4 separate regions of the Mus musculus genome follow, and regions 1, 3 and 4 are each linked to region 2. A link is a contact called in public ChIA-PET and HiChIP or PLAC-seq data. All regions are on one chromosome and are shown on one strand. The core of a region is the stretch at or near the end of the contact, and the rest is flanking DNA. Distances in the headings are between cores, read along the strand shown.

The links. ChIA-PET counts read pairs in DNA pulled down with a chosen protein or histone mark. HiChIP or PLAC-seq counts read pairs in DNA pulled down with a chosen protein or histone mark.
Region 1: a contact with region 2 is called in an RNA polymerase II ChIA-PET map of effector CD8 T cells, with 4 times the contacts expected there. The contact joins two enhancer-like sites. A contact is called at or near these places in 1 of 15 datasets of contacts at CTCF or cohesin (CD8 T cells), 2 of 484 Hi-C or Micro-C datasets (Th1 cells and natural killer cells), 12 of 115 datasets of contacts at active chromatin or transcription factors (CD8 T cells, Th17 cells, craniofacial prominence and 9 more) and 1 of 9 other capture datasets (embryonic stem cells).
Region 3: a contact with region 2 is called in a BATF HiChIP or PLAC-seq map of CD8 T cells, with 5 read pairs. The contact joins two enhancer-like sites. A contact is called at or near these places in 3 of 115 datasets of contacts at active chromatin or transcription factors (CD8 T cells, embryonic basal ganglia and embryonic stem cells) and 1 of 9 other capture datasets (embryonic stem cells).
Region 4: an H3K27ac HiChIP or PLAC-seq map of regulatory T cells shows a contact between it and region 2, with 15 times the contacts expected there. The contact joins two enhancer-like sites. A contact is called at or near these places in 1 of 15 datasets of contacts at CTCF or cohesin (large pre-B cells), 8 of 484 Hi-C or Micro-C datasets (CD4 T cells, CD8 T cells, embryonic stem cells and 5 more) and 3 of 115 datasets of contacts at active chromatin or transcription factors (CD8 T cells, memory CD8 T cells and regulatory T cells).

The regions. Positions count from the first base shown.
Region 1 is chr9:32,704,327-32,711,013 of GRCm38.p6, forward strand. The region is part of intron 3 of Ets1 (E26 avian leukemia oncogene 1, 5' domain); the gene reads left to right. Among named protein-coding and RNA genes, the nearest start is that of Ets1, 71 kb to the left of the region's middle. Within about 2 kb of position 5,190, at least 126 of the 459 cell types and tissues checked have an H3K27ac peak or open chromatin away from gene starts, as enhancers often do. A contact at or near this core is called in CD8 T cells, Th1 cells, effector CD8 T cells and 2 more, where this site is marked.
Region 2 is chr9:33,055,405-33,063,066 of GRCm38.p6, forward strand. The region is part of intron 1 of Gm27166 (a long non-coding RNA gene); the gene reads left to right. Among named protein-coding and RNA genes, the nearest start is that of Gm27166, 27 kb to the left of the region's middle. Within about 2 kb of position 5,432, at least 30 of the 459 cell types and tissues checked have an H3K27ac peak or open chromatin away from gene starts, as enhancers often do. A contact at or near this core is called in CD8 T cells, Th1 cells, effector CD8 T cells and 3 more, where this site is marked.
Region 3 is chr9:32,648,337-32,655,240 of GRCm38.p6, forward strand. Ets1 (E26 avian leukemia oncogene 1, 5' domain) reads left to right here. Exons shown (of 10, transcript NM_001372534.1): 2 at 1,020-1,102. The coding sequence starts at 1,034. Among named protein-coding and RNA genes, the nearest start is that of Ets1, 16 kb to the left of the region's middle. Within about 2 kb of position 4,110, at least 48 of the 459 cell types and tissues checked have an H3K27ac peak or open chromatin away from gene starts, as enhancers often do. A contact at or near this core is called in CD8 T cells, where this site is marked.
Region 4 is chr9:32,588,394-32,596,074 of GRCm38.p6, forward strand. It overlaps Gm31871 (a long non-coding RNA gene), which reads left to right and starts at 6,103. Exons shown (of 4, transcript XR_379224.3): 1 at 6,103-6,169; 2 at 6,653-6,795. Within about 2 kb of position 2,403, at least 9 of the 459 cell types and tissues checked have an H3K27ac peak or open chromatin away from gene starts, as enhancers often do. A contact at or near this core is called in CD8 T cells and regulatory T cells, where this site is marked.

The DNA.
Region 1 (6,687 bases), core at 3,940-6,439, 350 kb before region 2:
TTATGTCTGTAGATGACTTTTTTCTCAATAATTTAATTATTTTTCTTCACTTTACATTCTGATCACAGCTCCCCCGCCCCCAGTCACACCTACAAATCTCTCCTCCCTTCCCCCCACCTTGGGTACCACCCTATCTTGGGATATCTAGTCCCAGCAAGACTGGGTACATCCTTTCCCACTGAGGCCCAACCAGGCAGTCGGGTAGGGGAAGGGGGGTCTAACAGCAGGGAACAGAGACAGAGACTGCCCATGCTTCCCTTGGTAGGGGACTCACAGGAAGACCGAGCTGCTGCACATTTGCTATGAATGTAGGAGGCCTAGGTCTGGCCCCTAGATGATTCCTGCTTGATAGCCCAGTCTCTGTGAGCCTCCGGGTGATTGTTTTTAAGGCTTTAGAAGCTTCTACTACGTGCCAGGCCTTGTGCCTGTTCCTAAAGGAATGATTTATTTGTGTGTGTGTTGTGTGAACGAAACTCAAATTTTCCTAAGGTCATTCATTGTCATTCATATTCAAAATAAAAATATATGATAAGTCTGAATTTAAATTATACTTATAGTGTGATAAACTTAATTATAAACTTCTGTTTATAATTATACTGATTCTTATTTTTCTTGGTATTTTTATCTAACCTTTAGATAAATTCCTTATATTTTGTGTAAGTTGTCTTACACCATCCAGATACTACTCATGTGTAGAATTCAGTGGAGAATAATCAGGACTGACTAGAGGGACCTATCATCAGAGTAAAATTAAGTATTATTTATGAAATATAAAGTTTACTTTGTAAGTTCAACTTCAGAGGGGGCAGACACACACACACAAACACAGACACTCACATAGATAGACAAACAGACACACAGAGAGAGGTAGACAGAGACAGACAGACACACACAGGGAGGGAGAGAGAGAGAGAGAGAGAGAGAGAGAGAGAGAGAGAGAGAGAGAGAGAGAGAGAGCATGAGTGAGCTCCTGTCAGGAGGATTCTAGCCATATCAGTGTACCTGCTTGTATGACTCTGGGAAAAAATAATTTCATTTATTCTGAATCTCACTTTCTTTTCGGTTTTTTGAGACAGGGTTTCTCTCTGTAGCCCTGGCTGTCCTGGAACTCACTCTGTAGATCAGGCTGGCCTCGAACTCAGAAATCTGCCTGCCTCTGCCTCCCAAGTGCTGGGATTAAAGGCGTGCACCACCACGCCGGGCTTTGAATCTCACTTTCTTAATTGGCCAAGTAAGTCACTTAGAAAAGCTAAGGTTTCTCTTAACACTGATGGCTTGTGACTTTGGGCAACAGTAAAGGCTGGTAAACAACATAGACTGCTATTGATGAGGTAGACAGGTCACTACTTTGACTCAGTCACTGGGGAGTTTTTGGGTACCTCTGTAAAGGGCAGCTTGTACAAGAAGATATTAGGAATTGTGCAAAGCTATCCCAACGATCACATGTAACAGGCTTCCCAGTTAATGCCTGGTTTCAACTTGTCTGGGATCATTTCTGAATATGTCATTTCAGGTAGTGCTGGGCCAGGAGTCATGTCTTCCAGTACAACAGCTTCCTTTTCTGCATAATCATTGGCCACAGGGCCAGCTAAAGGCAGTTCCAGGGAGGGGTCTGAATTGGAGGAAGACATAATGTAGGTTAGGAGTCTGGTAGGCAGAGCAACGAACCCAGCTGTATCCTCACAGCTGCCCATGCGGTCTGAGTAATGACTTATTTCATGGAAGCTGCCCCTTCTTGTTGCTCTGTTCTGTTGAGAAACAGTCCCCTCCTGCAGCTGGAATGTACTCCGCTGTGAGGCATCTCAGCACCTTTTCCTGACAAGCCTGGTGAGACAAGGTCCTCACTGCCTGTTTGCACAGAGGGAAGGGCCCATGCCTGCCTGTGGGACTGTTCACAGGTGCTTCCTGGGCAGCAACCGGCTGACCCCTCCATGGGCATGGCCTGCCTGGTGGAGTTGGGGGCAGGCAAGATGCCACCTGCTTTGACTTCCCAGTCATCCAGGAAGCTCTAACTGTGTGCTGGTGTGTCAACAGCGACCCTCTCGCTTCTCAAAGGCTCCCTTTGTGGCTGGCTGTGGCGTCGCCTACGCATGTTTGTTATCTGTGATCTCATTTTATTGATGTTATTTCTACATTTTGAGAAAGATCTGTGACAGTTACCCCTTCTTTGGGAAACAAGGGCCTAGGTACAGCTTGTTGATTTGGAAGGAAAACCAGGAAGACTGCCATTGAGTTCTTATCAGAGGGCAGATCTAACTCCTACCCATCTTTATTTTTTTGGTGCTGTTGTGGTGTTCCCCCCCTCCATGTGTGTGTGTGTGTGTGTGTGTGTGTGTGTGTACATATATACATACATATATTTGTATATTAGGTTTTGAATACTAGGTATGCGGCAAAGACCCTGATTGTCTTATCCTACTCTGTAGTAGTGAAACGTTTATTCCCGTTTCATAGATAAGAAAGTGAGATGTTAAAACCTTATCACAAAGGTCCTAAGCACACATTCAAACCCAGCAGTAGCCAGTTCTAAAAATCACATGGATGATATCAACACGGTTTTTGAAATACTTAGATGTTGAATTCGGAGGGGACACTGAGATCTGCTGTGCATGTTTAGCAGTCTGCCTAAGTACTGCCTTGTAATTTGGTAATGTGTTACAGTTTGACACACGCCTTTACCCAGCAGAGACCCCAGTAATCCCTATGAGTTGCCGATATTTTGTGAAAAAGGAGAGTATACAGAAGGGATGCCAAGTTGTTCTCTCAGTGCCACATGCACCATATGGTAAAACCACAGCTGGACTTTGTCAGATGTCCTGATGGCTCCATTTAGCCACCCAGCTTATATATTTCTCTTGTGTGGTGAGTGCCTCCACAATAGTCATAATAACCACTAACATGAGACAGAAATGTCAGCAAGGCAGTCGCCCCTTTTTTGTTGCTGCAAGTACCCTTCCTCTACATCTTCAGTGAGTCTACATGGGTGCTAACTAGAGATCTGGGAACAGGGTGCCCAGACCCTTGATGTCACATCTAGGAAAGTGGCAGAGATACCCAAAATACCAGGAGCAGACAGGAAAGTGGCTTGCTCTGTAGGGCACTGGACAAACTAATGTGCACTTTTCTTTGGAGAGAGGTTGACTTTGGACCTTAAGAAGGTTGAGTTTTGTTGTTTTGTTGTTTTTTTGTTTTTGTTTTCTTGGTTTTCTTTTGTATTTTTATTCCTAAGAGATTTGAAAAGAATCCCCCAGCCCTGTTTTCCTGTATTAAACTGAAATGTGCTTTGCTTGGGCCTTCTGTGCCTCCGTGTGTGTAGAGTGAGGTGGATTTTTATGAACAAAGGGAAAGTCAGACAGCTGGAGGTTGCTTCTAAACACAACAAAACAGAGTAGAAAAATTTGAATGTCATAGTACGTGTTATATAAAAGAACTGTGCCCGAGAGGCATACCAGAATTAATGACATCTTAGATGAATGGTGTATTCTTCCTATTCAAAACAGAAGTACCATTTAAGCTGTGGCACCAGGTATAGGTGTGTGTGTGTGTGTGTGTGTGTGTGTGTGTGTGTGTGTGTGTGTTCACTCAGAAACTAGTTAGATTGGACCAGATCTCTAATTATTCTTCTTAAGACATGTCAGTACCCTTGCCTCCTCTCCTTGTTTTGATCTTGCTGGAAGCAAGCTAAATGACAAACTAACTGTTGACCTGAGAAGTATTCCCTTGGGCTTGCTACTATTTTCTTGCAAATGCATATCAATCCTAAGTAGCTGCCCAATAACATGGTGTTCCCTGGAGGACTACGTGGGGCGGGGGTGGGGGTGGGGGGTAAGGATGGGAAGGAGGTGGTGGTACAACAGCTTATAGCAAAAACAGAAAGAAGAGCTTTAAGTTTGGCACTTTCTAGTCTGGGCACTCAATTCTTGTCAGGAAAATTTTAGAACACATATAAAGTAAATCTTAATGCATCCAGAAGGTGACTCTCCTCTTCAAACCAGGATCAGTATCTGATGTAGAACCTCCCACTTACAAGTAGCTCACAGCAGGCCTAAAGGATCAGTCCTTGATCTTATCATGCCTGACCTGAAGAGTTCCTCTGCTGTGCACTGAGCTGTCGGGAAGAGGTTGTCATCTTGTGTCCTTCTGAGGCCTGAGTCTGTTTTGACTCCAGGCCTCCAGGTAATTGTTACCTGTGCATAGTCTCTGTCTTCTTGAAGGATGCTGTTCTGAGTAGGCTGACACTCTTTGGGAGAAAGGGTAGGAGAGTTAACGAGTTCATGTTTAGAAAATGCCCGAGTCGAGTCACTGTTGATGCAGGGAGAGTTGTTTAATTAGTGGGAGATCTGATACAGACTGGTGATGCTCAATACGATGAACTCTCCAAGGTGAGTCACATTGAGTCACATGTGTGTGTCCAGGAAGCATATCCTTGATTTCATATAGATCAAGAGTTCCACTACCCACTTCCCTTGTCTCCTGACAGAAATAAAACACTCTGCAAAATGGTTGGCCATCCCTTAGATTTTCTAGACATAGCTGTTCCTGTAGCGTAAGCGATAAGAGAAATTTGTGTTTGTAGAGTACCAGGTATGTGCCAGGTACTTCATAAGCTTTACAGAAGCACTCGTATCTGTACGTTAGCTACCTCTGTGAAGTTAATTGTTTCATCCCCAGTTTTTCCATATAAGAAATGGAATCGCAGAAAATTTCCAATAATTTACTCAGGACCACAAAGGCTCAATGTCCCAGATCTTTATTTGGAGCTTGATCACAAAGCCCAGCCTACATAGAACACCCATTTGGAGAGAAACCTTGACTCCTGGGATGCTATTTTCTGTGTAATATTTTCTTCTAAGAGCCTCATTAATATCAATATTAGGCAAAAAAAACCCCATTCAGTTGTCTATAAATGTATGCCATAAGGATGGATTTAGGTGATTCCTAGCACATATTTTCAAGTTCAAGATGGATAAATGAAAGCACCCTTGGTAAACTTGCACACCGAATTTGTGCTTTGCCCTCCCCCACCCCCTCCCCCACCCCTCTTTGCCGACTGGGAAACCAAGGAATGAAGTGAGAGCTCAACGGTGCCTGAGAATTTTCCAGGGAGGGGACAGAAGTTTAGGCCTTGAGGCCACTTGATGCAGCAGGAATGTTTGTAGAAAAATAAACACACACGGAATGAATCAACATCTACACGCTGGACCCGCAGTTAACCTCCTTCAGCAGGAGGGGGGAAGGGGAGGAGCCAGAGCCTGAGTCCTTCTCCCTCCCTCTCTTTAAAAATGATACTTTGTTAAGGCCTCTCTTAGGGCATCCTGGTGACTGCTCTTCTGCTTTGGCTGGCCTGATGGAATGATTTAGAAGCTTCAGAGCCTTCAGCAGATTTTGGGTACTTATTGAACAAAACAGCAGCAGAGTATCAGTGAGAGTGGGCCCTGGTGAGTTGTTGTGGCTTCAGAGGAGCTCTGGTCAGCAGTCATGGCTTGCAGGCATGCCTCACACAGTGAGTGAGCAATGAGTGAAGATGAAGTAAGGCTCTGGTTGCTCCAAGCTGCCTTGCTGCATAGGAAAATCGTATTCAGCTACGTGTGTTTCCGACTCAGCCCAGTTCTAGGGAAGTAGTATGTGGATTAGGGAAGGCTGGTGCAGGGCACATACTCCTCTACAGAGCCTACTCACACCGTGTTTGTGGGTCTCCCCCCAGTTCCTGTTCCAACAGAGTCTAAATGTGATTCATCTCCTTTAGTCATTAGTGCCGGGTTCTTAAGTTTGTCGGGTGGATTCAGTCGTGCCACTGGTTGCTTATCTTGTGTTACACAGCCATTCTCCTTTTCCCATGTGGCAGATGAGAACTAATCATAAGGAAAGTTCATGTTTAGGTTTCTCAGCACCCAGGGATCTCTGCCCTTGGGTGAAGCGACTCCCCAGTGAAGGCAGGTGAGATAGCCACGGCTGAGTGCTGTGTTCTTACTCACTGATTCGTCCTAAGGCCAATGATTTAGCTTCCCGGAGCCCTGCTTTTCTGATCCTTACATGAAGATAATAAGAAAGCACACCCAGGGCTGTGGCAAGGATTAGAGATAATTCCTCTAAGATACATTTTTTTCCTCTTTAGACCACACCACAGGGTCTCAGGAAATGGTGTCACCATTATCTCAGCCCACCGAATTCTGTACCAGTTCTACTTCGCTGGTCACACTGTTCCTACTTCAGCGGTTGTTAAAACTGTGGTTGCTGTTAACCTGGTTACAGAAAATTTTCCACTTGACACCCCTTTAACCAAGTGCGCTAGAACGGCCCTGTGGCTGGCTCTATTATTTTCCAGTCCCTCTCTTCAGACATTTACCTTATCTGAGTTCAGGCATTGACCGAGTTTCCAGCTCCAGAGCCTTCTTTTCAGACACTGTCCTTCGAACTGCAACAACTTCTTAGAATGCCTGCCATCGAAGCTCAGATGATTTCCATTGTCAAGGCACTCATTTTCCTCCGGGACTCTTTTCTTTTTGGGGCAGCCTTAAGGAGGAAATCTACTATCAGAAATCCCAATGGTCACTTGCAGAGCCAGGCACCCCCCCCCTTTACCGTAGGTGTGAGAGTGTAAGTGTAGGCAGCGAACCCACCTGACACAGAAGCAGCCTGCTATCCTTTCCCAGGGTTCTTGCTCCTGTTCCCAAAGAGGTGCCTGCT
Region 2 (7,662 bases), core at 4,182-6,681:
ATAATGGTGATAGAAGCAGATGAAAAAATATCATCTTTCATTTAATAAAATAGTCTCCATGTCTGAAGGTAAAAAGCCACACATTGATATTGAATCATTAGATCTTCTAATCGGGCTATTATATTTTCATTAATATTTATAACAAAAGCCACAATCTGCCATTGTCGAATTACTGATCAATTTTATGTGGAAAGTTTCCTGTCTTCCTTTTCCCTGTGGCTCCAGGTTCAGGCAGTAAAAATGATGACTTTGTGTCAGCTTCATGTAGGAGTGTAAGTAATGGAATAGGGATTGTACCCAGTCTCAGGTAGAGAAGCCAATAAATGAATAACAGTGGTTAAGAACTTGGAGCAGAAAAGAAAAGAAAAACAAAAACAGTATGTGTTTTCCCAGTAGATAGTGGATGTTAAAGTCAAGGGAAATAGATAAATTGCATTTTGGGTGTTGCTAAATCTAGATACTTTCTTGATAAAATGCTTTCTACTGTTAACTTAAACCAACAATAACTCTTTCCTACTCCCACCCCATAAGAGTGGAGCCAGGAATCTAAGTATACTGGGGTATTCCTAGTCCAGCTTTTCTGTTGAGCACTGAGGGATTATTTGTCCAAGTTCACAACTAGTCTATTGTGCATTCCCCAACAGTAGCACATACATCTATCCCTTACTTTCTCTTTGCCTCAAGCTCTTTTCATCAGGGTAGAATTAAGCAGCATTGCTTTGGGAACTGGGTAACTGATGTTGGATTATCTCTCCTGGGACTGTTCTCAGCTAGATTAACTCTCTGCTTGACCAGCAGGTTCTGATGTGGTTGTTACAGATGATCCTGTTTTTCTTGAATTACACTTGGACCAATTGGTATGCTCAAGTTATTCCCAGATATATTGAAGTACAAAGTAGCAAAATGAACACAGGAAAAGAAGGTCCTGTGAAGAGATGAACACCAAGGCTGAGTTGAATAGGAAAAGTTTGCATGGATATTTGAAATCTGGTGACAAGTATTTGGCATATTTTAAACTGAGGGAGACATTTTGCATTCCCACAGTGGTTTCTTCTCTCTGTTGAATTCAAGTGATCACTGTAGATAACATTTACATTTTAAATAATTTATCTGACAGTAAATACAATTGTGATCAATACGTTGCATATATTCCCATTTAAACTAGATATTATATAATATATTCCCACTTTTAAAATCTCCACAGGACAGTTCTAAGCAGTTATTTGCAATTAAGATTCTAAGATGTGATTCATGCTTTGAGAGTTCCTGATGGGTTGGTGAAAGATTGTGGTTTAAATTATTATATGCTTTTATAAAAAATGACATTAATAGGATGGAAAGGAAAAAATTGGGGAAAGCAAGAAAAATAGAGGTGCTGAAAGAAATAAAGGAATATATAAAAGATGGATGGCTGAAGGAAGGATGAAGGGAAGGGAGGTAAAAGGAAGAAATGATGGACAAAACAGTATAGCTACTTATTTATTCCATTTATCATAGAAATATTTCAGAAATAACTAACATGTGTTGCTTCCCAAACTACTGTTGGGAATACTGTCATTTGTTTTAAAAATGAATGTTTCCTGAATAAGTCTCAGGCTATCATTCAACCAGTTGATATTAGATGGGAAAAGACACATTAACACATGTTGAAACACAAATTAATAGAATTTAAATATAAAATTATATTAAAATAGAGCATAAAACAAATGTAAATAAAATTTAAAGTTGTTATGGAGTAATTTGAAAACCTATATTTAATACAGTGGAAATGCTAGGAAATGATTGAATTTCTAGACACATGTGATCTGCTAAATTAAGTCAAGAGTATTTAAACAACTTAAATGATTAATTTCTCTGAAATGAGGAATGATGCAAGAGTATCCAGTTTCTCCTCTCTTACTCAATATGTTGCACAAAGTTTTAGCGATATCAGACAGGAAAAATAAAATAGGTGTAAATAAGAAGAAAAAAGCCCAATCACTGTATTTTTTAGATGCCACCGCCTGTTTTTGAGAAGCCTTGAAGAGTTCATTGTGGAATTCTTAGATGTGCTAAACTTTTCAACAAACCAGTAGAACTCAAAATTCAACATTAAAATATCAGTAGTTTTTCTATATAACAATAATAAAATGCTAAGAATATGGACAGTGCCATTTGGAAAGGTTTCCAAAACCCATCAGGGACTAAACCTGCTGAATACACCCAATGTCTCTGAAATAAGATATTGAAGTCAGAAATTAAAGAAGGTTGTAGAAGATATACCTCTCCAGTCCATTGGTAATCTGTGACAGCATATACAGAATCCTGCACCTCTGTGTTTATTGTACAGATAGACAACATCTGAGATAAACAATCAGCCCAGATGTCTATCAAAAGACGGAGTTACTTAGCCACTTAAAAGTCATCGGAAGGAAAATGGATGGACAGATCATACTATAAAAGTAAGTGAGACAGATTCAGAAAGAAAAATTTAACATGCAGTCTCTTACATGTGGAACCTAGATTATTATATATTATATATTTATAAACATAGATAAATATAGAGACAAAAGTTTGACATAAAGCAGAAAGGGTATATTAGAAAAAGGAGGGACTCAAAGAAAGTAGGGGAAAAGACAGGAGAGGAAAATGGGGTTAACTTGGTCAAAGCACATGGTCTGCTTGAATGGAAATATCTTTATAAAATGCATCACACTGACAATGAGTATACATAGATACACATTGTTACAGTCGTGGGACTGAAGAGATAGCTAAGCAGGTGAAAACACTGCTCACACAAGTTTGAGGAATTTAAATGATGTGTGGGTGTGGGGCGTGGCAGTCCACCTGAAACTTCAGCATGTAGAATTTAGAGAAAGGATTGTGGGAGCAAACTGGTTGGCTAGATTTGCCCAGTATGCTAGGTTCATGTGTCAGACGTTCTCTCAATGCATACAGTAGAGAGTAATCAACGACACCTACAATGTCAGTCTTAGACCTACACACACACACACACACACACACACACACACACACAAGTGCACATGTGAGGGAACCGGGATCCGGAAAAGGGTGAGGGATGCGGGAGTCACCCACACAGAAAACAGACCCCAGACCCCAGCACTGAAGTGCAAATCTACTGTATTGTGCAACAGCAAGCATTTTGTTGTTTTTTTTTTTGTTAGTTTTATTTGTTTGTTTTTTACAGCCTTTGGACCATTGGAAAATCGACTCAAGCTCTGGAGTAGCCAATCATTCTATTAGCAATATGAGGAGGTGTCGGGCTGCCAGCACCTAGGGGACTTCCTGAAAGATAAGTGAGGTATGGGGTGGGGGTGGGGAGAAGTAAGGGCTCTGTTCAGGGCCCATTCTGAGGTTTCACTAGTTTGCTAAGTGCCTCTATTTTGTGTCTCTTGCCTCACCAGCAGACATAGGCACTTGCATTATTAGAGTGGTATGAAAATCCCTCACTGTCCATGAGCCCCACCCAGGGTGCTCAGCATCCACAGGCACTTGGTCAACACCTGTGTATATCACATGCAAGCTGTATTTATGGACACACACCATACACATGCTCACCATACCAAAAACATTACAATAGAATGAAAGTGTGTCACTTCATTGCTCCCACTGACTCCTAGCCGTGGCGATAGCCGTTTATTGGCACACTTTGGTATTAACTTTATGGCCTTTATCCTGTTAATTTCCACAACTTATTGGATGGCTCCTATCCTCACTTCCTTGGGAAGTTTCTACTTAATGCTTTCTGGGATTTTTGTAACAATTCATCACATTCACATGTGCAGCAGTGGCATTTTTGATTTAACTGTGTTTCTTTTGAAAATATCTTTTGTGTGCTAACACCTGAATGACTTTGCTACTTTATATCAATTGGCAGTATAGTTGAAGATACTTGCAGAAACAGCAATTCTTAACATTGCACTAATATAAAATCATCAAGGGCCTTTTGTTTGCATCTCCTGCCTCCAAAGGCCCTGAGCTAGTGAGGTATTTGGGGTCCAGCTTCTATATTTCTGAAAGGGTGCCAATAGCTTCTCAGGGTGTAGAAATATATCTAAAGATACTTGTCATAGTTCAAAAGACAGAGTATAAAGTGTAAATTACATTAGAATCAAGAAATAAGTATTCCTTCTTGTTTTCCTCTCCCCACAAGAGTTTCAGGCCAGATTTGTGTATGCTTATAGGGTGAGCTTACTCCTGCCTTCCTCTGAGGCCCAGAATTTAACAACTTCTTCAATTAAAGTTTTTTTTACTTTTAAAAACAGACTGTTTATTTATTTATTTGTGTGTGTGTGTGTGTGTGTGTGTGTGTGTCTGTCAGAAGACAACCCTTGTTGCCATTCATCAGGTATTGTTCAGCCTAACTTTTTGAGCCCAGCTCTCTCTCTCTCTCTCTCTCTCTCTGTCTCTGTCTCTCTCTCTCTCTCTCTCTCTCTCTCTCTCTCTCTCTCTCTCTCCTTCCCTTCCTCCCTCCCTTTCTCCCCCATCTCTCTGTTCCTCTCTATCAGGCATACATTCTCCTCTGTCTCTGTCTTCCTATTGTGCTCCCTGTCTCCTCTTCTCCTCCCTTGTCTCTTTCTCCTTCTCCCTCTCTCTCTCTCACCTCCCTCTCTCTCTTCATACCCCACAGCATGGGGAGAAAATGGAAGACAGTCAGAAATCTCAGCTACACAAGCTCATGCCTTCATCAAAGGATAATCTTGACTAAAACTACTTGAGACCGGTATAGTTTCTTGAAATTTTCAACCCAAAATATCTGTTTCAGGAAATCACATACTACTGATCTTTCCTCGTGGTTTAATTGGTTATGGTTTCTGAACTAAGAAAGAGGGTCTACATTATGATTTGTTTGTCTACTCAGAGAAAGTACCAAGACAAATGTAGTCTGTGCGCCATGATGTGAGGCTGTGGTAACTGGGGGTAGCTATCCAGTCCCTGGGCAATGTCAGCTGGACAGTAATGGCCAGGAACCCAGGTGTGGGGGAAGCAGCACCCAGGAAATGCCTGATGACATCTTTGAAAATGACTCAGGGATCAGCTGTGAGCATTAGCTTAGAGTCCTGTCTAATTTTACTGTTTGGGGTCAGTGACAGAATCTGAGGGTTTTGACTGGCTGCAAAGACTTCAGCAGTTTCTTTCGGTTCTTTCACAATTCCAGATGACCAGATTCCATACCATTCTGTGGCCTAGACTTGCCGTCTGCAGAATGACTAGAGTTAAGACTGGCTTGAAGTGCTGGGCCTTGTCTTTGGTGATGGAGGCAGGGGGAGGGGGCGGGTGATGGAAGGCAGTGGTTCTGAGGCTGAGTCCTCTGTGCTGGTGAGAATAGCTCAGCTTGTCTTTTCTCAGACAGACTTGTACTGTAAGTAACCTGAATGTGGTTACAGAGTCTCTATGACAACGTGGGGAAACTTTTTGTTAAGTGTGACTTCCTGACACTACACACAAGGAGTAATGTAAGAGCTGTGTGCATAGACAGATATATATGAGAGGCCTGTAGTACACTAACCTCTCCAAAAGATTTCTCTTGAGAAACATTTCATGTAGATTCAAATCTTGTTACAAGACTCTGTCCTGGTTGCCCTAGATAATCCAAACATCATATTGAAACCCAAGCCTCCGTGACCTACTTTGACTCTCCTTAGTACCCACCTTCGATGATGCTAGAAGAACCACAGATAGTACCCAATATGTGGTGAGGCAGAGAAAATATGACTGTGCTTCTTCTATAGACTTTCTACATTCTTGATCCTTATCTCTTCTTCGAGGTAGTCAGGTTCTAATCTGTATGCCTTCAGCTAAAGAGAGAAACAGGTAAAACTACATATGGTGCCTACAGGATGCTTTCTGGGTTCGTTTGTCTATTTTCATTTCTGTCCCTCATGGTCTGTCTGTTGGAAAGGGATGTTCAGATAAACTTGCTCTAACACTTTCTTGTATACTTTTGGTCCTGAAGAAGGGAGTTGCTTCTCAAGTCAGATAGGTAAATAGGCAATAAACCAGTCAGCATATGTAAAATGTTTAGTCACATACATTGAAGAATGAAGAAGAAAATGTTCAGTCAGCTTTTATTGTGTATGTTTACATATGAACACACATATGAATACACATAGAAATGTACATACAAACATAAATCCAGACTGACAAACATATAAGCTCACAAGCACACACATGTACATACACATACATGCACATGTATACATACACATATACTATACTCATACACACCCACACAGGCACACAAACACAGAAACTCCAGATGCTCCGCAGGATATCTATTGGAGATGCATTTGTAATCCAGAGACATGAGCTGGGACAAGGGGAATTGTAAAAATCCAGTGAAATTTCTCAGCCAAATATTTTTTTCCTGTAACTCCTCACAAGTCTTTTCCCAGGCTTCCACTTTCTCTGTGGGACAGAGTGATCCTGCTGGGAAAATGAGCCACACAGACAACTGGAATGACTTTCACAGCAGACCCCAGGATTTATGCTCATCCCTAATAATATATAAAGAAGCTTGGGGGGTGAGTTCAAACATCAATCCTGGATAACACACTTCTTTTTTCTTTTCTTTTTTTTTTTTTAGGATGGTGGAAAGAGTCAGGGACGTGTGATGTTTAGAGCAAGCACAAGAGATGGGGTTGAAGAAAGATAGGCCCCTCCCATTACCCATCGCCCATTTAATTTCTCCATGGTAGACAGGTAGTGGGCACTGTGAGCAAGGCTATATAGCCCAGTGTCCTGGAGGGAGGGTGAAGAACGAAGCATTTTGGAACATTTTGGCCTATGGAGTTATGGGATTTATAGATCACAGAATCAATAGTGTGGAGGCGTTCTGAGAGCCAAAGGTTCAAAGTTGTGTATCCACAACCATAGAAGAGCACGTGTTTCCTCCAATAGTAACTACAGCCTTCTTGGCCTCCTCTTGCCACCTGGCCTAACCTGCCTTCTTGTCTTTGAAGCCTCCATGGTCACTTGCTATAACTAAACTTTTTCATGGTTTGAAGCTTAGATACATATCCATTCTATGAAAATGGTGCTGCCCAGTTCCTGTGGGGGAAGCAGTTCCACATTATAATCTTTTGCATTGGCCTCTATATTTATTCTTCTGGTGGTGTGTTTGGGTTGTGTCTCTAATGCTTAGCCTGTGCCTGGCATAATAGTAGGCATCAAATAATGCGCGTTCAGTCTCAGGCCATTCAGAATTCTAGGAGATGCTGAAGCATGAGGCCTTCTGAGAGCTGCGGCCTCCAGTTTCCATGGCAACACTCCATGGTGTTTCACTTAATGTGGAACATCTGAGAACAGGCCCAGTGGGTGGAGTTCTGGACTTCAGGACAATGAATAGCTCATTAGTGTCAGTGAAACTTCCCTGCATGTGCAAACACACACACCATTAGCATCTGGCCCTGAATAAGCGGAGGACTCAAACAGATGTTGTCAAGGTTCCATGGCTAGCATTTTCTTCATTCACAAAAATGTGTTTCTTGTTCCTCTGTTAAGTGGCTATGTGAACAAGGAAGTGATCTTTAGAATGACCCATCTCTGCATCCCTTAAAATGAACTGTATATTTTACTTACTGCAGCCTTTGAAAGTAAAGAGAAAAAAAAAGCAAAAAAACAAAACAAAACAAAACAAAACAAAAACCCAGAACATAGAAA
Region 3 (6,904 bases), core at 2,860-5,359, 410 kb before region 2:
TGGCTGTCAGGCACTATCAACGTAGGGAACTGAAACAGCACATTGGACACAAAACCAATCTCTGTACTTTCTATGTTCTGAAATAGGCCGATTGATGGAAGTATACACAGGAATGAGGGGGGCAGGAGGGGTGGCCACTGGAGAAGCAACGGGGGTGGGGGTGGGATGAAAAGTCACTTCCTAACAATAGGAATTTGGCCTTTGAACGATAGGCTAGGAATGTAATCTTCTCAATCATTCAAGAGAGGCATATTTTTATGTGTAGTATTGAATTTATGAAAGTGTGTGAACTTTTGCACTCTGGAGAGCACTCAACTCAACAGAAATGTTTGATATATCAACGATTTTCTTGGTGACCAGTAGCTTGCTGGAAAATCCCTCTAAGTCAGAATGTTCATAGAACATTCTTTGCATTCAGACTTCCAACAGAGATAATAGCTCTCAATAAGAACATTTTTATTATTTTTTTTCGAGCCCTTCTCTTGATAGGAGATGAATTTGTCCAGTCTTTTTGAGAGAGCATCTGTCTATCTCTGTGCCAAGGATTGGGGTTCTTCATGGAAGTTTTTTTTCCCCTTTCTTCTTCCTCTAAGACAATCTATTTATTCTTTTATCAATAATTTATTTATTCCATATGGAATTCTTGCTGGGTGACAGGCCTGAGTGGGCTTGTGGAGACATGAAACATGGGTGGAGGTCTTATTTAAAATGACACACAAGAATTAGTCCCTGCCTAGAAATTCTGTAAAAGGTTTCGATTCTGTCACTGTCTGCCATGTCTGCAGCACACAGACATGATCTGCTATCTATGTGGGTTGGCTATGTTAGGGTCTATTTCACCTCGTCCCCGGCTTAGGTTATCCACCGTTCTGAATTCTGTTTACTTCTCTGCCTCACAAAGAACTCAACAGGATGGTTGCTGGGAAGGCTCCTAGGTCTACGATTGGATGCCTTTGGGGGGTTAATGTCCCCACAGCCCTGTGCAGCCAGAGGCTCAGTCGATGTTTTCTCTTGTGCAGGTGTGGAGAACAGAATGAGCTACTATGTGGATCCCACTGTGGGCAGCCCCTCCACTTTCTCTGCACCTCATCCTGCAGTGGCGGTGAGTGATGATCTCTTCCCTGCTTCCTTCCCTTACCCACCCAGCCTCCTCCGTGCATTTCTTCTTGCCCCTGGACTCAGTTTGGACCTCTTGGAAGAGTTCTATTATGAGATTATGTACATTTTCTGTGAATAAAAAATAGAAATCCAAGAATCCTGGATTTGTTGAAGGTTTTTAGTTTCAGAGAATGTGCCTCCTCTTAAGGAGCTATTGCATGGTGTCTAGAGACATAATGGGCCGTCAAATTTTGGGACGGCTACCATCCCTTAGTTGGAAGAGTCCAGGTATATAGGTAAGTTTCTACAATACCCCAACAGCTCCAGAGCAAGGATATGCAGCTCTCAAAGTTGGTTATCCTTCAGGCAAGAATGCTGGTCTAGGACAGCTTCACATTTGATGGCAGATCCTGCTACATGCCCAGATTGTTCTAAGTAGGCTTGATTTACCTGTAAAACATCACTTTAAAAAGTGAGACAGTGTTCCCATCCCAAGGGGTTCCATTTAGCATATTATTTTAATAAACATCTTTTTTTTGAAGTAGCAAGAAGAATAATTTTATTTTTGAGGTTACCACAACATGAAAACTTGTATTGAATGCTGCAGTATTAGGAAGGTTGAAAACCACTACTGTATACACACACACACACACACACACACACACACACACACACACCTGCACACAGCCATCTCTCTGGCAATCAGCAACACAGACATTAAAAGGCAGGCTTACCAGGACGTATCTAACCCTCCACTCTGGATGGGCATCTAGCAGATGAGCACAGCTGTGCTTTACCTGTAAAGACCTGCTCTAGCCAGGGAGTGTTAAAATATAGCAGAAGAAAGAATGCTGGAAGGAAAAATGGCTTGTCATCTTGTCCATTGTATTAAACATCTTTCAAAGTCAAGTCTTTTCTGGTCCTGAAAGATTACCAGGTAGCTGAGTCCCACAGTTTGAACTAAAAGTCCGATTAGCATTCGTTACTTTCACTAGAAGCATCCTTGAAAAAAACATCATCATACACAGTTGTTAAAACTCTGAAGTTCTCAGGCAATGGCCCTTTGATGAAGAACTCATGTTCCCTGCCCCCAGGTCCAATCTGTCATGAGCAGGGCATGGAGTCTTCTGGCTTGTAAGGTCAGCTCCTCTCGAGACTGTAATGAAGGATGGGATGTCATAGCCAGGAGGTAAAGAAAGAACACTTTTGGCAGCTGTCTGGCTTTTGTGTGGTAGGGGTTTGGCTTCCAGGTACTTACATGGTAGGTGTGTGGGACCCTTTCATATGACCAGAGAAGTGCTATTTTTCTGTTATGCTATGCTGGCTAGCCCTTGTGGGCTCTGGAAGTCCCTCTAGTACTGGCTCATTGGCTCTTTCCTGCGTAATCCTTCTTTGAACACCACACTGCTGGCCTACCTCGAGGAGGGCAGGTGTGGGAGGGCTAGACTGCTTATGGTTTTAACTAAACATAACATAGGCTGGTTTATTTTAGGGTCAGGGTTATGTCAAGGTTCCTTCTGACAAGGAGGAAGTGTGGAGGATGGCCAAAGGAATTACCTTATTTGGGCCCATGTAGACAGGATACTAGGAAGCATCTTGAGCCGTGCAGAAGGTAGGGGTAATGATTACCTACTAACCACTTCTCAGAGCTGCAGGCTTTGGAACACATAGCAATATGATCAGGGTCAAGGGAGGGTTCCCAGGGTGCTGTTCTACATGGAATATACTGATACCCCAGAGGTTAAATGAAATACACATTCAAAATGTCTTTTGATAAGACTGTTTAGGGAACATCCCTGTCTGAGGGTAGGGTGACCATATTGAAGAGTCCCAATTCTTTCACCATAGTTCAAACATACTCTTTTTTATAAATATGATGCCTATATTTTCCAAATGAAAAATTCAAAAACTGTCCTACAAGGCTTTATAAACAAACAAACAAACCTGTGAGTATATCTTATAAAAGAATTCTAGGCTGGCGACATTGTAATGGTCTGATTTCCTGTCAGGCCCCAAGTTCCCCAGAATAACAATTCAAACTCAAAATAAAAATAAAACTACCCAGGCCATACAGCTAGGCTTATTCTCTGACTTGCTAATAACTTAAAATAATCCATTTATATGAATCTACATTCTGCCACGTGCTCAGGTACCATGTGGCTGTTTCATTGCATCTTCCCTGGCGAATCTCTCATGTTGCCATCATCCCAGAATCCCTTCTGCCAGCCAGATGTCCCACCTTCTATCCTGCCCTTTCCTATAGGCCATAGGTTTTTAACTGACAGGTGATGCATCCATACAACACACAAGAGATTCTCTCTACAGGAGATGGCTCTGTGGGTAGAAGCACTTGCTTGGAAAGCATGATCATCTGAGTTAGGCTTTCGGATCCCATGTGAAGGTGGAAGGAAGTCTGAGCCCATAAAGTTGCTCTTCGACTCCATCAGGCTGCCACACACATCACGCGCACTTTAAAATGTTTCTAAGATTTAAAAACAGTTTTGCCTTTGTCTGAAGGCTACTGTGTTATGCAGAGTCAAGCAATATGAACTCAGGGCTACTTTATAACAAGTGATCACTGAAGGCTTTGGGAGAAGGAAATGTACCTGAGTGTACACTGCATGTCAGCTTGAGAGTGACCTGAGAGAGGCTGTCAGCCACTGGCTGGCTCAGGCATCTGCCACACAGTCCTAGACTGTGCTAATAGGACTTGCGTGCTTGCCCCGTTGGCTGCATGTTAAATCGGTGGTACCAAAGAGCATCATCCCAGCCAACAAGTTCAGCTACTGACGTTTGCAAAGTAAGTCCCACAGGACAATCCTCACCCAAGCTATCTCTCAGAGTTTTGTTTGTTTTAAGTGTGGGGTGTGTGTGTGTGTGTGTGTGTGTGTGTGTGTGTGTGCACGTGCGCGTGTGCATGTGCGCGTGTGGATTTGCATGTAGCCTTGTTGAATCCTCTAGAGGTGAAGTCACAGGAAGATGTGAGTCATCTGATTTGGGTGATGGGAACTGAAACTACATCTTCTGTGGGAGCAGTATGTGCTCATAGCTGCTGAACGGTCCATCTCTCCAGTCCCCATCTCAGAGGTGTTGAGATTAATTCTGCATCCCGTCATTCTCTCCAAGATCTAGAAAATCCCCTTTTGTATCTCCCTCTCCTCCCCTCCCTTACCTTTTCATTCTTTTATATAGTGCTGAGGATTGAGCTCAAGCATGCTAGACCAGTGTTCTACTTCTGAACACTAAACCTCCAGCCACCTTTATATTTGTTATAAAAACCTGAGACAGGGTTCCCTTAATCTTCCCATACTAGTCTTGACCTTGTGATCCTCCAGCCTCACCCTATTAAAGAGCTAGAATTACATGTCTCTGACACCCAGTCTGGCCTCTTTTGTTTATTGTATTTTTCCTTTCTGTTATGATTGATTGACTAATAGACTCTCTCTCTCTCTCTCTCTCTCTCTATATATATATATATATATATATATATATATGTATATATATATATATATGTGTGTGTGTGTGTGTGTGTGCGCGCATGTGTGTACACATATATAATTTGTTTCTATCTTCATATACTCTAGGTCACAGAAGGAGAAACCACCTTCCTCTTGTTCCTTAAGATGAGGTTGGAGCTCTCAGGACAGCTTTGGGATACACCTGGACTATATTCTTTTTTTTTTTTTTTCTGCTAAAACAAAACTTTTGAGATTGGATAATTTATAAACAAATAATCAAAACAAACAACAACAACAACACATTATTTTTAAGCTCCATTCTAGAGTCCAATAAGCCTAAAACTCCAGGGCTATATCTAGTAAAGACTTTCTTGCTGTGTTCTAAAGATTGTGAAGTCATCTTTGAGTGTCAATTTATAAATGTTTGTTGCAGTTTTCCTTTTAACCCAGCTAGCTCACAAATAATCGAGACTGGACTATTATATTTATTTAACAAGCTTTAAGGGACAACAACTGAGTAATTAGTATTTTAATCTTCCGAGATTATCGGGCTACCTCGAAGTTAAAATTCCAGTGATATTTTGCATTTTAGCACTGGTCTGGCTCTCTGGGGTCCAAGTTCTTTCTTGTGGTGCCTCCCAGACTCTCTTTCAGTGGCTAATGTGCACTTCCCCTCTTTCTCCATTCTCCCTCCCCTGGCTCGGAAGAAGTCCAGCCCTATTCTTTTCCCTGCTCAGTCATTGGCTGATCAGCTTCTTTATTGACCAATAAGGGAATAATTAGGGGAGCAATGGACACAACATTAAGAAATGAGATTCTCAGAATAAGGATTGCAACCAGATGTGGGGTCCAAAAGGAACCAGCATTTGGATAATTCATGGCTAATCTTTACATGGTGCACAATAACATTGTATCTACAAGCTTGGGATGTGGAGTTTGAGAGTGAGTGGGTGGGGGGAGGGGGATGAGCATAAGAGAGTGAGGCCAGGAGGAACCTAACTGAGCTCAGTTCTTCTCATCAGGAATCTGCCTCTACAATCATAAGGCTGGCTGGCTCAGGACAGCACAGTCTTTGTTCTCAGTCACTATCGATGGTTCCACTCCGAGGTTTATCATAACAGTGATTAAATTCTTACCTGGGTTGTAGGGGATGATTCAAAAATGATAACCACAGGTTGTAGAAGACCACTTCGAAAAGCACATGCATGTTGGAGGCAGAAAAACCTAGTTTGTTATTCCTTAAGCAGCAAAAAGTGAGCAAACCAGTAGCACTTTGAACCATGGCATTTCTGTCTACCAAACAGGTGACTATAATCTGCCGTGAAGGTCACAGTGCTACTTCTATTGGACACTCTTGTCCAGTGCCTCCATGAAGGTGATCTTGGTTAATTCCTCTTATTTTCCTATCACTCACCTTATCTTTCCTTTCTATTTTGGCTTCTTAAATTATGTTAAAAAGATAATTGTCATGGGGTGTGGAGAAGAGAAGATTTTCACTTGTCTCTACAGGGGTACTGTTAAACAAGATGGGGGTTAGGTGGTGACACTCTTGTTAGGAAATCTCCTTGCTTCATGCTCCCTTCAATGAGAAAGAGCCCTCTTACCACCAGATCAAATTTCTCTTGTCATGGGCTGGTGGTTTTCAGCTCTATTGTGTAACCAGACCTGGTTCTCTTGTCTAGAGTAGTTCGCTTTAATAGGGCCTCCTAGGACAGATTCTCTTCTAAGCCTTGGCTCTGGCTGTTGATAGCCTCCTTATGTCTATCACTCATGCTTCAGGTTTCCAGCTTCTGGGTGTGTTCATGGAGTGATCATGTGCTGTTCCTGTGCTGTGTGTTTGGCCACCATGCTTGCTACTGTGAAGCCGTAATAGATACTACCCAGGCTCTGTGGGAATCAAGTGGAATTGTGGTTAGTGCTTTGTTTAGAAAAGTGGAAACACTCACAAGAAGTTCAGAATCTCAGTAGAAGCCAGAAAAGATATTCTTTTTCTCTTGTTGCTTGGGTGCAATGTTGGCACTTATGAAAGTATGGAAGTTTAATAGAGTAACTACATATGTATATGTGTGTCTGTCTATCTACCCATCTATCTATCATCTATCTATCTATCTATCTATCTATCTATCTATCTATCTATCTATCTATCATCTATCTATCTATCTATCTATCTATCTATCATCTATCTGTGTGTCTGTCTACCTGTCCACCATCTGTCTGTCTTTTAATCATCTATTTTTCTACCATCTTAGGTAACTTGATATTTCTGAGCTGTTAGGGTCAGCCAGTACAAACTAGATAATTTCAGAGTCAGGCTACAAGTTGAATATTACAACATCAGAACACAAAGG
Region 4 (7,681 bases), core at 1,153-3,652, 470 kb before region 2:
AGTGAGACTCTCAGGGTTATCTTTCAATTGTCTCCATCTTTTCTTGCTTCGTTCCCATTTAGCTTCTGACAGTAGAGCCCCAAGTCTTTCCAGCAAGTTTCTTTGAGGCTGGGCCCCCCAGGATCACAGAGACCCCCACTTTTTCCCAGAAAAAAAGGCTCTCAGAAGCTTTGTCTTTGCTCTACCAGATGAACATTTTGGAGATCTGGGGGCTGGGGGTCTAGGGAAGGTCACGTTTCCTTGCCTGGAGCCCTTGAACACCCTGGGAGATTTTGAGGCCAGGAGGCCACTTGATTTCTTCCTGGGCTGGTGACAGTCAGGTAGTGTTTAAGGGGCAAGCAGCCAGCTCGGGGAGTTGTGAGCTTTGTCTAATTTCCCAGCTGTAAATCGACTCAGCTGCTGAGGTTTGGAGGAATCCATTACTATATCCATATTGGTCCTTAACGTGCAAAGGGCTGTTTACTTTCCTCTGTGTTCACACTGTCTGTTCAGGTAACAAGAGGCTGAGCCCAGCCCCACAGAGTCAAGAGCAGTCCCCTGACTCCCTACACAGTTAAGGATTTACCCGTGTGTAATGGCTGAACCTTATTTGAGCTGGGGCATAGCTTGATGATTCCATTTGGGGACATTGTTATGGACATTTGAAAGTAACAAAGATGCTAGAAAGAAGTCCAAGACTCTCCTCTGACACTTGTCACTTCTTATGGCTCAGTTGTCCATCACAAGGTGCACCCAATATGACTGATGAACATTAGCTGCCCTTAAACATTTTAAATGATTTCAAGGAGAACCGAGGAACACTATTGTTAACATCCAATTAATTCACTTGTTTTTGTTTGTTTGTTTTGTTTTTTTGTTTTTTTTGTAATTTTTTTTGTTTTTTTGGGTTGTTTTTTGTTTTTGTTTTTGTTTTTTTGGTTTTTTTGCTTTGTTGTAAGTCATCTCTGAACTGGATTCTAATAGAACCCAAAATCCCATGGGATGAGGATAGAGATTTTTTTTCCCACCAGCTTTAGATGAAAAGAACTTACCTGCCTCCCTAGACTGCCCTTGTGGTCATTACTGCACCCAACAGTCTTGAGCAAAGAAGTGACAAATGGTGTCTTAACAGAGAAGCCAAGGGTCTCTGGGAGGGGCGTAGCCAACCTCTTCCTTAGTGAGGGTTCTGAAAGCCCACCTCACTCATGTTCCTTATTCTCGGAAGAGGAGAGCTCTGCTTTAAACATCATCAGGAGGAGGAGCCTTAGAAGCGCAGAGGAAACCTTCCCATACCACTGTTCCCACCTCAGCGGGAGCCCTGTCGTGTGTGTGTCCCCCCCCCCCCCAGCATGCGTCCTCCTTAGACCTCGGCACACTCTCTGCTTCAGTGCTCCAGAGAAGCTCACACAGCGCCTCTTCTGCCAACGTTCTAGTGCTTATATATGGGGGCCCCCTCTTCGCTGCAATGCCACGCTCTAGCATGCATGATACCCTCTCTTCTGTAGTCATCTCTAAACGTCTAGGGGGAAGGGTTCGTGTCTGCCCATCTCTGTCCTTAGCAGCTCCTAGGCAAAAGGCTGGGCGACCAGGAAGGTTTCTCTTAACTCACGATAGTCCAGAACTCAGAAGGCAGAAGAGACTAGGAGGGGCTGCCTATATGCTGGCCTCTGTTTTTTATCAGCATCTCAGGAGGAACGGGTAGTTGGCTACATTGTACCACGTGCATATGGCCAGCAGGGGTCGCTACAAAGCAGAGTTCGTGTCTTTGTCAAGGGATGGAGCCAGTCAGTAGGAGGAGAGAGGCCTTTAGCTGAAAGAATGTTCTTGCTTGAACTTCTGTTCTAAGAGGTCTCTTTCTGAAGAAAAAATGCCCTTTAAATGTGGCTTCCCCTATCCACAAAGACGACAGACTTTTCAGCTCTGTCCTCCTACCCCAAACTTACCTAGCCTTTTCATAAAAATGCACCATGCCCAGAGGGGCTCACTTTTTAAAGAAACACGAATAGCATATCTAGGTAGGAAGTGCTTTCGGAACTGATTGCCCCCTCCAACTTCTGAGGGTAAATACCAATAAGGAATTTTGAATAATAAAAAAATACTAAGAATTTGTAGTTAGGGTATATTGATATATATATTTTTAAAGTCAGATTTGGACAGCATGCAGACTGTCCAAATATCATTTACTGGTTTTTTACATTGTCAATATGACATTTCATTCCTGTATTCTTCCCTCACGATGAGAAAATATCATACACCTGTCAGACAGCATTATCAAAACAAGAATAAACATTGTTGAGGGTATGGGCAATTGGAACCTTTGCACTGTTGATGGGGATGCAGAAAGATGCCGCTGCCATGGCAACCTAAAACTAACGGAGACCCAGGGAAGAATCTGCTCCAGGGCCTTTTCCCAGAGGAGCTGACGTCAGCATCTTGTAGAGAACTAGCACTGCATTTTCATGGTTCTTACAGCATCGTTGACAGTGGCTAAGGGGTGAAAAATAGCCTAACTATTTTTGACAGCTAAATAGAGCAATCAAATGTGGTAGATACTTACAACAAAATATTGTTTACCTTTATCAATGAAAGAAGCCCTATTGCACGAGACAGCACAGATGGACCCAAGGACCTGCCTCTTCTGGAAATGACCTATCAAGAACCAGAGTCTAACTCAAGTTCCTATTAATTATTTTATGCCAGGCCAGCCACACTGTTTCTTCTTTGCTCTCCCAGCAGAAGGGCAGTCTGCCAGTGAGCAGGAGTCCTATGCGCAGGGTTGTTGGGTCTCCAGGCCATACCACCCGGACTCAAGCCTGCCTGTGCCAACTATGAGATGGGGTAACTATCAACTCACCATGGGCCTGGTTTCTTGTTGTTATAAAGTAGATAATAATACACCATAGATCACAGGGTCTGTGAGAATGAAATAGTTCGGTGCATGTTGAGAGCAAATAAATGGCAAGGAGAGAGAGAGAGGGAGAGAGAGAGAGAAAGAGAGAGAGAGAGAGAGAGAGAGAGAGAGAGAGAGAGAGAGAGAATAGACAGCCCCCCACCCCCCCAGACATGGCTCTGTACACTCTTCAGCCTGGCCTGGGATACTTTATCTGTAGTAACTGGGTGTGTTGTTATAGTTCTCTAAACACTACTGTGTAACAGCTATCTACACAGCGGTTACGTTGTTTAAAGCATTTGGAACCGGGTATGGACTTTACTCTTTGAGAGGCCTGGGTGGTGGTCCTAGAACCAATTTCCAAAAGAGAGCAAAGGATGCTCCTATCTTAATGCTCATAATATTTTATATCATGTAAAGAGAGAAACTGAGTCAAAGAGGCTAAGTAACAACCCTGTGCGGGACTTGAATCCAAGGCCTGTTTAATGCCTAAGCCCAACCCCTTCTCAACTGTGTGGCGGGAGCACCCACATCTGCACGGTGTGTCTGGACTGGATGACTAATGCAGCTGCTCGGTTTTGTTACACAGGGAGCAGCGGATCCTGCCTACGTGGGAACTTACCCTGGCTGGCCAGGCATGCTCTAGACACCGTATCCTCTTTTCCTGTACCTCTCCTTCTTGGCCTTAAGAGGGCGCCATTGAGCCATGTTCTTCAAGTTCCAGGCTACTACACTCCACAGTACAATTTGAAATTTCACAGGATGAGAAAGACAAACTCAAAGGGCTGAAACGCTAACTGCTGAGACTTTTATCTTTGTGACAAAACAGATCTCAAAAAACAAACTCGCTCTACTGCAGGAACCAGAGGACTTTTCAGAAGTCAAGGTTATTGCAACCTGTGGTTTTTCCTTTGTTTTGCTCAGCGTACTTGATAGAGAAAGATACAAAACGGTCTTAAAACAAAACAAAACACAAAAAGCAGCAACAAGACACACAGCAACTCTGAAGACAGCGTCAAGGGCAGGCGGCAGCTTTAACCTTGTCAGGGAAGGTGTCTTAGAGCTTGTCTCTCCATGACAGGATAAAACAAATGTTTAACTCCTTTTAATGCTAGCAGGAATGCAGCCTGCCAGGGAACACAGCAACCCTGGGAAGTAATTAGAATTATTTTTCCTTTGCTTATTCACCAAAGCTGAGTTTCTAAATTGAGTGTCTTCCCTAGGTAGCTGTCACCAGGAGAAGCCAACTGTCTCAAAATGCCAGCCTTTATCCACCTGGGGCATTACCACATCCACTTTGGGATCCTCGAGCTGGCTCTACATTGGCCTCCTCCTCAGGGAGCCTCCTGGGTTGGTCTTACATTTTTTCTTGAAGAATCCACAGAGGCCCACAATTGGCCTTTGTCTGTGCACAATGGTGGGTAGTGTCCTTGCTGTCACTGGAAAGAAGGAGGCTGGCCCGGCTCCAAAGAGAACTCCTCTAGGGGAGAGGGTACAGTTTGGTGGTAGAAGAGAGCTTGCCTAGCGTCCAGGAAGCCTGGGGTGCTATACTCACTAGAAAAGGTGGAGGAAAGAAAGAAAAGAAGACAAAGAAAAGAAGAGAAAACAAGAGAAGAGGGAATTGTCTAATCCCATGACTTCTGGGTACCACCAGACCATTTCCGAATTAAACACGCTCCACTTAGCTTCCCTAACAATCTTGTGAACAATTCTGTTTAACAGGGCACAGAGCCCGAGAGGTGGCTTAAATGCCCTAGATCTATCACATCTAACAGAGTGGTCGTGCTAAGGCCCTGGCCTTTGTAATTCAAGTCCAGGGCTCCTTAAATTGCCAGTGTTAACTTTCTGAGCAGTGGCCAGGGCTGAAGGTCAAATACACTTATCTCTGTCAGTTCTTGTCTCTTTCCTTTGCAGAGCTGAGACCCTGTTCTGTGCCCCCACCTTCTCCCACTCTTCAAAGTTCACCCTTATCAAAAAGACCCTTGCTTCAGGCAGAATGACCAGGCCATCTTGCAGAAGCAAGATGAAACACACCTGAAGGTCTTTGGAATCTCCAGGAGGCTCCCTCATCCTGGCCCTAAGCTTCCTAGCTTCGTGGTCACTGTTCATCTGTTCACCTTCTCTGCTCTGGTCTAAGTCTTCCTGCCCTATATGAAGGAGACACCATTCACAGAGATGCCATCTAATGTCTTAATGAGAATAACTTAATAACTCCTTACTTGGAATAAGATGAGGGGAAGAGGAGGAGGAGGAGGAGGAGGAGAAGGAGGAGGAGGAGAAGGAGGAGGAGGAGGAGGAGGAGGAAGAGGAGGAGGAGGAGGAGGAGGAGGAGGAGGAGGAGAAAGAGGAGGAGGAGGAGGAGGAGGAAGAGGAGAAGGAGGAGGAGGAGAAGGAGGAGGAGGAGGAGGAGGAGGAAGAGGAGGAGGGAAAAGAAGGAGGAGAAGGAGGAGGAGGAGGAGGAGAAGGAGGAGGAGGAGGAGGAGGAGGAGGAGGAGGAGGGAAAAGAAGGAGGAGAAGGAGGAGGAGGAGAAGGAGGAGGAGAAGAAGGAGGAGGAGGAGGAGGGAAAAGAAGGAGGAGAAGGGAGGAGGAGGAGGAGGAGGAAGAGGAGGAGAAGGAGGAGGAGGGAAAAGAAGGAGGAGAAGGAGGAGGAGGAGGAGGAGGTGGAGGAGTTTTACTTACTGCAGGCTCTGGCCCTGAAGCAAATGGGTTTCTAGACCACCCACAGTGAAATGGCTCCTGACACTGGCTTAAAAAACAACACAAACCGTCCCTGGTCTACCTGCACAAGCTTTGAATCTACTACATTCTACAAGCACTTTGAGGACTTCAGTGCAGCCAGGGGTCTTCTTCCTACTGCCATCAGACTTCACCAGAGAAGGCATATTTGTTTTTTGTTTTTTGTTTTCTGTTTACAGGGAACACTTGAGAAATGGCCTCTAAAGGGATTTTAATAATAATAATAATAATAATAATAATTAATAATAATAATACAAAACAAACCACATTGGCCATTTAACTTTTTCTTAAAAGCCCACCCCTGTGCATTTTTTAAATCAACAGATACTGTAAACAGTTTGCAGGCTCGGGCTGGGGTTTTCCTCTTTCATTCTTTCTGAGATGTGTTGCTGCCTTGCATGTCACACCTCCCTCAGAGTTTGTCATACCCACAAGTACTGAGCTAAACCCTGCTTGAGGCTTCAGGGAGCTCTAGAAGGTGTCAACCAATAAGAGCCTGAGAACTGAGGTCCTGGGCTGCTTCTGCCCAGGTGATGCCTAGGAACCCAAAGGCATCCAGCAGGGTCAGTGAGTGGGAACGTGGGTGGGACTGTCACATTGCCAGGACATACTCTTTCTCCATCAGTGTTTTGCCCAGGGTTGTCTGACACAGAGTCTTTGCTTAAGTTACCACGCATGCATCACGGAGTGGGGAGGGGGAGGGGTTACTAAGAAGCCTGAAGCCTGTAGGAGCTGGGTGGAGAGACTAGAATAGGCCCAAGCTATTAAAGAATGTTGCAGGCAAGCCCCTTCTCCCTCTCTCTTCGTCCTTCTTCCCCTTTTATCTCTCCCCCTCACTTTGGGGGACTTGGGTATCTTCTTTCCTCACGGGGATACAGTCCCCTCCACCCTTCAGTCTTTCCAGTCAGGATAGAGAGATCTGGTAAGCTCTTTGTTGTGCCTGTTCTTTACAGGACAACAGTAAAGCCCTTCCCCAAGTTAGCAAGAGAAGCGGTTATTATTATTATTATTATCATTATTATTATTATTAATTTTTTGATTTCCAGAGTGGGCATGAATTCAGCATTAATTTGCCTGGTGTGTCCATAAGGCCTGGCTGGGCTCACACATTCCTTTCCTGTCCAGGCAGTCTGAGGTCAGGTGGAGCCACAGAGGGCTATCGCTGTGACTGCGACAGTGAGCCAGGATGGTGAGTGGGGCCCAGTGGGGTGTGGGTGGGCCTGGCAGACCACTTTGCCTCTGCTCTGCATATAGCATCTGCTGGGCTCCAGCCCTGGCAACCAGACTCACTGGCCTAACAATTCATGCCTCTAATTGTGCCTTCCTTTCATTTTATTTAGTAACTGCACTCAGCCCAGGAAACTCCGGCTTCCACCCCTGAGTGTTTTGACTCAGGGACCGTAAACTGTCTGATTTCTTGGACAAACACAATCTTGAGGAGTTTTTCTCTTTACACAATGGCTAGGATCTGGGAATGTCATGGCTTCCCATTCAGACCTTTCTCCCCCCCCCCCCTTCCACCCCCATTCCTCCACCCCTTCCTTCAGACGTCAAACTTCTTAAAATAAATATTCCCTTTGGTTTTGGGGGCCTTTCCTTTGGATTAGTCACCTTTGCCTCTGGGTTAAAGAGCAGCTGCGAGCAGAGATCAGCCTCATAGCCGCCCAGAAAGGAGCAGGAAGAGAGGCTGCCTCTGAACCTGGTTTAGATTGGGGGAGAGAGGGGTTAGTATTTGTTAGGACTTTGAGGACTCCACTCCACTATCTCTGGGTACCTTTGACCTGTAGGCTTCCCTCCTAGGTGTGGTCACAGAATGGTTCTCTCTACAGCTCCCTCTTACCCTGTGTCCCAACACAGCTCCCCAAGGCCCCTTCCTCAGGCAAACTGTCTCCCCTGTACCTGCTGGGAACTTCTCCAGTCCAGTCCCATTGCTCAGCAAGGCAAACTGAGTCCTCACCATTGATCTGGACCTGCCTCCCATCAGCCTTATTTCCTGTCACTTCCTGAGCATGGTCTTCATTGTACCTCACTACAGAAAAGGTTTGCCTCAGGCTAACGGGCCTCCTGGCTGCTGT